2 separate regions of the Triticum aestivum genome follow, and region 2 is linked to region 1. Evidence: chromatin contacts called from public Hi-C data. All regions are on one chromosome and are shown on one strand. The core of a region is the stretch at or near the end of the contact, and the rest is flanking DNA. Distances in the headings are between cores, read along the strand shown. Region 1 holds the start of LOC123136528 (BRAP2 RING ZnF UBP domain-containing protein 2). Region 2 holds the start of LOC123136529 (homeobox protein knotted-1-like 2).

What was found. Hi-C and Micro-C count contacts between places; a contact is called where the count stands out from the background.
Region 2: a Hi-C map of leaf shows a contact between it and region 1, with 6 times the contacts expected there. The contact joins the promoter of LOC123136529 here to the promoter of LOC123136528 in region 1. A contact is called at or near these places in 2 of 5 Hi-C or Micro-C datasets (both in leaf).

What each region holds. Positions count from the first base shown.
Region 1 is chr6B:194,006,521-194,009,675 of IWGSC CS RefSeq v2.1, forward strand. It overlaps LOC123136528 (BRAP2 RING ZnF UBP domain-containing protein 2), which reads left to right and starts at 1,487. Exons shown (of 12, transcript XM_044555927.1): 1 at 1,487-1,773; 2 at 1,867-1,982; 3 at 2,226-2,334; 4 at 2,436-2,550. The coding sequence starts at 1,591.
Region 2 is chr6B:194,362,039-194,365,004 of IWGSC CS RefSeq v2.1, forward strand. It overlaps LOC123136529 (homeobox protein knotted-1-like 2), which reads right to left and starts at 1,375. Exons shown (of 6, transcript XM_044555929.1): 1 at 922-1,375. The coding sequence starts at 1,230.

The sequences.
Region 1 (3,155 bases), core at 237-2,736:
GATAAGCCTCTGTACCTTGCTCGGTAAGCAACCAAGACTACAATATAAGCACACATCTTTTAATTCCACATCAGTTTAACTGTATATGTGGACATAAGTGGTCAATGTACTATCTACAGGATAAAATTAAACCAGAGAAGAATAGTATATAATTTAACATTTTAGCTAACACAGAATATAAACAGTAGGAAAAAAGTGAAAATTTACCTATCCCATAATGGGTGAACAGACATGCTTTTGCCCATGGACAAGCTTACTGTACTCTGAACGCCTGAATTTCATGCCTGAGTTGCTAGCCAGGTTGACACATGACGCCAAGCGAACAAGGAACTGATTTAACCAAAGCTTGCCCATGACAAACCAGCCATAGATTCCATCAAAGATTTGGCTTCCAATATTTATGCCATCGTGTAAAGTTGCACAATAGTACTGTGAATCCTGTGGCCTGTTTGGGTACACTTTAAGCTGATTGGATCTCTCAATCCCATCGAACAAACAGTGAAATTGAACTAAAATCCCTTCCAATCCAAAAGGTCAAATTGGACTATGGTGTATCCAAGTTAGCCCGAAGGGGATATATGCATCGGAAACTAAATCCACATCCTGACAGTGACAAAATAAGCCAATATAGAAGATGATGACAGAGTATGTTCTAAGTGAATTCTCCAGGAAACACGACAAGTGAGTAGTAAGTCCATATCTGTCAACTGAAATCATGTCTGCACCCCCAAAAAACAACATGCCATCGGTTCATTCTTATCCACTGCAACCAGCATAAGGTTCCACCGTGCCTTATTGCCATGGCCGGGTAAACTCAGAACTAGGCTCATCCTCTGAATTCTGAGAGCCCACACACATTTCACTCATCGGCCACACTAACAGGCATCGTAAGTTCATGAACAGAGTCCAGCACCTCATACCTAACAAAACTTAACACTGAGCACTCCACCATCTGTTGATCGCATGGGCGCCAAACCCTGGATAGCTGCGCTGCGCTGCGCTGTAACGCGAACAGCATTACGTCGACCACTTGGCGGGCAACCAACTATCCAGTGTCAGTAACGTAAATGCCGACCTTCCCAACCTTTCCGCCACAACCCGAAGCAACCGCAAGATGCACGCGAGGCCCGAGCAACAGGCGCAGTGGATTATGAACTTCTTTTTTATAGAGGCGATGTGCATTTCTACTTGGAAAATACTGGCCCTGTTCTCTGCGGCTTTGACTTACACAGGTGAGACAACAGCCGAAGCCGGAAAGAACTCGATTCTAGCCGCTCCCCCGACGCCAAGGTCCGCCGCCGGGCCAGCGGAGGCCCTCCCGGCGCTGCCTCCCCTCCCCCGCATCAGCTCGGTCGGCCTCCCCGTCCTCCACATTTTTTTCACCGTTCTACTTCGATTTTTTTTTTTTTTGAGAATGAGAATTCTCGCGCGATTGGTAAACTAAATCATGCACGCCATCGCTTTATCTAACTGCCAGGTTGGCCCCACCTGGTCGAGTAGGGGGAGGACTTGGGAGCAGTTGAGCCAGGAACTTTTCCGAATAACCCCTTCTTCCTCGTCGTTGCCCTAGGCTTCTGATCCTCTCCGGCCATGGCGAACGCCGGCGATCCCGCCTCCCTCCCCCCTTCCGCGTCTCCCTCCTCGTCCACGCGCGCGCTCGAGTCGGTCCCCTTCTCCTCCGGGAACCCCCGCATCGAGGAGACCCGCGGCGTCGTCCTCCTCCACCCCGACCCACCCGCCGCTGCCGCCGCCGCCTCGTCATCTCATCTTCCGGTAAGCCATCCCTGTTCTAGGGTTTTGTATTTTTGGCTGTTCGTGTATTGCGCGTTGTCACCTCTAACGCTCGCTCGCACGGCGTGTTTGTAGGCAGAGAGGAAGCCGCAGGTGTTCGTGCCTTCGGTGCCCAACCACATGACCTACGCGGACTTCTGCCGCTTCTGCGGCTCCTTCGTCCCCCACATGCTCGAGATGCGCATCGTCAGGTACCTCGCTTGTTCACCACTGCCTGCCTTCGCGCAGTTGCGTTGGCCCAAGGCCTCAATCGCCTAGCTTGGTCCAATCCGAGTGGTTCTGAACTTCTGATAGGTTCAGTTTCCTCGATCCCATCATTTGTTGTGCTGTATTAGACTTTTACCCTCAAAACTGGCCAACATTGCCTCTGATGGGGCTTGAGCTACTTTGATGCAAGCGCCGATTTGGAGTATTAATTGGAGCTCATAATGTAGGATTGATGGAGCGGAGGACCAGTATAGCGTTCTCATAAAGTTTGACACTCTGAGCTCCACCGATAGCTTCTACAAGCACTTCAATGGAAAGCAGTTCTCATCACTGGAGGTGCTGGTTTCTTTTCATTCTGTTGAATATATAATTGTTTTTTCTGCTGCTGTGATTAAATGTGTGCCATCGTGATTAATTGGAGATTGATGTGTTTGCAGGGTGATGTTTCTCATGTACGTTTTGTGGAAGACGTGCACTACACTCAATTGATCGAGCATGCGCATAGCTCGATTACGAGCTCAGCTGAGCAGCCTACCTGCCCAGTGTGTCTAGGTATGTGGATGTTTTGAATTAATCTAGCTATGTATTAGGAAATTGGAATACCACATTTTGTTTGTTGTCTGAAATAATTTTGTGCAGTTTTAGTTCTTTTAAAATGATTAGAATGTTTGCCTAACCATGTTTCTGAATTATGTCATAATTCACCTAATATGAGAAGGATACATGATTGCAGTGTGCTGATGTTAGGATGTAAACCACGTCATGGACCATAAAATAAATCTATGTCACATAAGTGAAGCCTGATTTTGAAGCATGTATCTTTGCCATCTCTATTCCTCTAATAAACTTAAGTCACGTTAAGTTTTCACCTAATGCTAGCGCTGTTGAATATTTAAACCCAATTTGATCTGTGCTGATATGCATTATTTTAGCTTGTTTGTGTCTTGTAACTGCTGTTAACCCCGGATGTTCAATTTTGTGATTCTCATGCATATACATTTAAAATGCAAGTATATGAGGTTAAGAAGGCAAGATGATCTCTTGCCTATGCTATGCTGTCGGCCTGTTGCCATATAGTTTTAAGCACTTTGGCATTGGGTGTCATATGCATCTTTACAACTGTTACATGTAAACTATCCACCACACCTTTTATGTTC
Region 2 (2,966 bases), core at 125-2,624, 360 kb after region 1:
AATCCAATGAAGAATAATTAGAACCCATAAGAAGGATTGTACACAGAAAAAGAATATTGTGCTAGATGTAAGCAACATATTCATTTCTTAGAAGATATACAAGTTTCAGAAAAGTAAAGGAAATTCTAGTCATGCGACATAAAAGCATTTTAGATGATCAGTAGAAGTAAGGGCACTACTAAATAAGATTGAAGTAAAGACAGAAATGGGCAATTCATACAGGCGAGCAGGTCTACTAGTATGACATTTCAGGTCTGACAAATAAGCTGTTAATACCACAAAAAGGCCCGCCAATGACCCATGGCGTATCTATACTACTCCCTCTATTCCTAAATATAGGTTTTTTAGAGATTCCAATATGGACTACATACGGAGCAAAATGAGTGAATCTACACTCCAAAATATATCTACTCCCTCCGTTCGGAATTACTTGTCGCAGAAATGGATGTATCTAGACGTATTTTAGTTTTAGATACATCAATTTTCGAGACAAGTAATTCCGAACGGAGGGAGTATATACATCCATATGTAGTTCATATTGAGATCTCTAGAAAGACTTATATTTAGGAATGGAGGGAGTACTTCAACAAGTATGGTGCCACTATATGGATGAACCTCAGCGTAGGATATATACTGTATCTGCTTTGGTTTCATTTCTCATTCATACAAACAAATTGATAAGGCTATTGCAGCAGCGTTGTTACAATAACCAGCAACCACTAGTCAGATCGACCCTCCAATTCACCATAAGGAGCACATCAGAAATCCATCACTGGCCCTAATCAAAACCTATGCAAATTTTATCCCAATTTCTCCCTATTCCGAATTCCAATTGTTCACACGAAACATATACAGAATACATGTACGGCACCCAGTGGCAACGCAGGAAAAAATAGGCAGGGGCGTGAAAGCCATAGATACCATGAAGAGGTCGAGCTCCTCGCCTCCGGAGGGCCCGCCCGCGGCGGCGGCGGCGGCGGCGAGGGGGGGCGGGCGGGCCGCGATCTGCGCGTCGATGCGGGGGAGCTGGTCGACGGGGGTGGCGACGCGGAGGCAGGCGACGTGGGCCTCCAGGAGCCGCTCGTACAGCGGGTGCGCCGCGATGGCCGCCTTCTCCCTCTCCCCGCCGCCGCCGCCGGGAGAGAAGCTAGGGTTTGGCGACGAGGCAGCGGCCGCGGCGGCCGCCGCCGCGTCCATCGCGAGCCCGTGGTCCGGGTAGTGGAACGACATCGAGCTCTCCGTCGCCGCGTCGTCAGGTGGAGAGGGGGAGGGAGGCAGGCGGGGACGGGGACGGGGGCGGAGGCGCTCGGGGGGGGGAGGGGAGGCGCAACGACCTCGGCGGTTGTGGGTTTTGGTTGGTGGGGATGGGAGGGACGGGCGGAGTGGATGACGGATGGCAGGGTGGGTTGGCGTCCTTGTCGCGGCTGACGACTGTCCGCGAGCGAGCGAGCGAGCGGGACGACGAGCTCGTCAAAATATGTGAGGTGTGGACTGCAGAGACGTGCACCCTACGGCGTCGATACCGACGAGGAGATACAGCTGCTGGCCGGCGTGGAGACCAAATTACAATTAAAAAATCAATTAAAAGTGTTAGAACCCGTATTTATGTACTTCCTCCATTCAGAATTACTCGTTCAAAAAATAATGTATCTAAATGTATTTTAGTTGTAGATACATTTATTTTTATTCATTTTTGTGTCAAGTAATTCCGAACGGAGGGAGTAGTAGTTTCGTAATCAAGAAAAATCTAACGTCACATTTTAAGTATTTTGGGATGAATGTTGTAATAACCGTTGGATTGTTCGCACGAATATTGACCAAGAGGGTGGCAACGTCACATTTTGAGATAGTTCGATGTCCTAGCTTTTCACTCCATACTCTCTGGCTCTCATTTAAAGTGTTCCACGTCTGAACCACCCACTGCATCCCACCTCAATCCTATTATTATTTTTCTCTCAAGTGCGTGCTCCGGTCCCTTCCTCTTCTCTCTCTGATGCGGAAGAGAGCGGGGGAGTTGGCGAGGTGCGGTGGCTCGTGTCTAACGAATCATGTGTATTTCTGACGATTTTCAGATGAGAAGGATGGGGAAGAGAGGAGGCTGTTGTCGGTGTCAAAATCGGCGGATCTCGGGTAGGGGGTCCCGAACTGTGCGTCTCAAGCTAATGGTAACCGGAGACTGGGGACACGATGTTTACCCAGGTTCGGGCCCTCTCGATGGAGGTAATACCCTACTTCCTGCTTGATTGATTTTGATGATATGAGTATTACAAGAGTTGATCTACCACGAGATCGTAGAGACTAAACCCTAGAAGCTAGCCTATGATTATGATTGTGTTGTTCGTCCTACGGACTAAACCCTCCGGTTTATATAAACACCGGAGGGGGCTAGGGTTACACAGAGTCGGTTACAAAGAAGGAGATCTATCATCCGAATCGCCAAGCTTGCCTTCCACACAAAGGAGAGTCTCATCCGGACACGGGACGAAGTCTTCAATCTTGTATCTTCATAGTCCAACAGTCCGGCCAAAGCATATAGTCCGGTTGTCCGGATACCCCCTTATCCAGGACTCCCTCAGTAGCCCCTGAACCAGGCTTCAATGACGATGAGTCCGGCGCGCAGATTGTCTTCGGCATTGCAAGGCGGGTTCCATCTCCGAATACTCCAAAATAATCTTCGAACACTTGAGTCGTGTTCGGCTCTGCAAGACAATTTTCACGTACCACCGTAGAGAGAACAATAATCCACAAATCTAATCTGCTGACAATTCTTCGTAGCAAGACATCACGCCACGGCCCGACCATTATTCGAACTGTTGTTTACAACCAGCTACTGCGCATGTTGCGAGGCGGTTTCCTTGGCATGTCTTATCGAAGCAGAGATCGTCCCCCCTTATCGCGGGATTCTCTTTAATACGGGCGTGGGTAACCCAACCGCACCACCAATCGCTGTGAGTGGAGGACGAGCA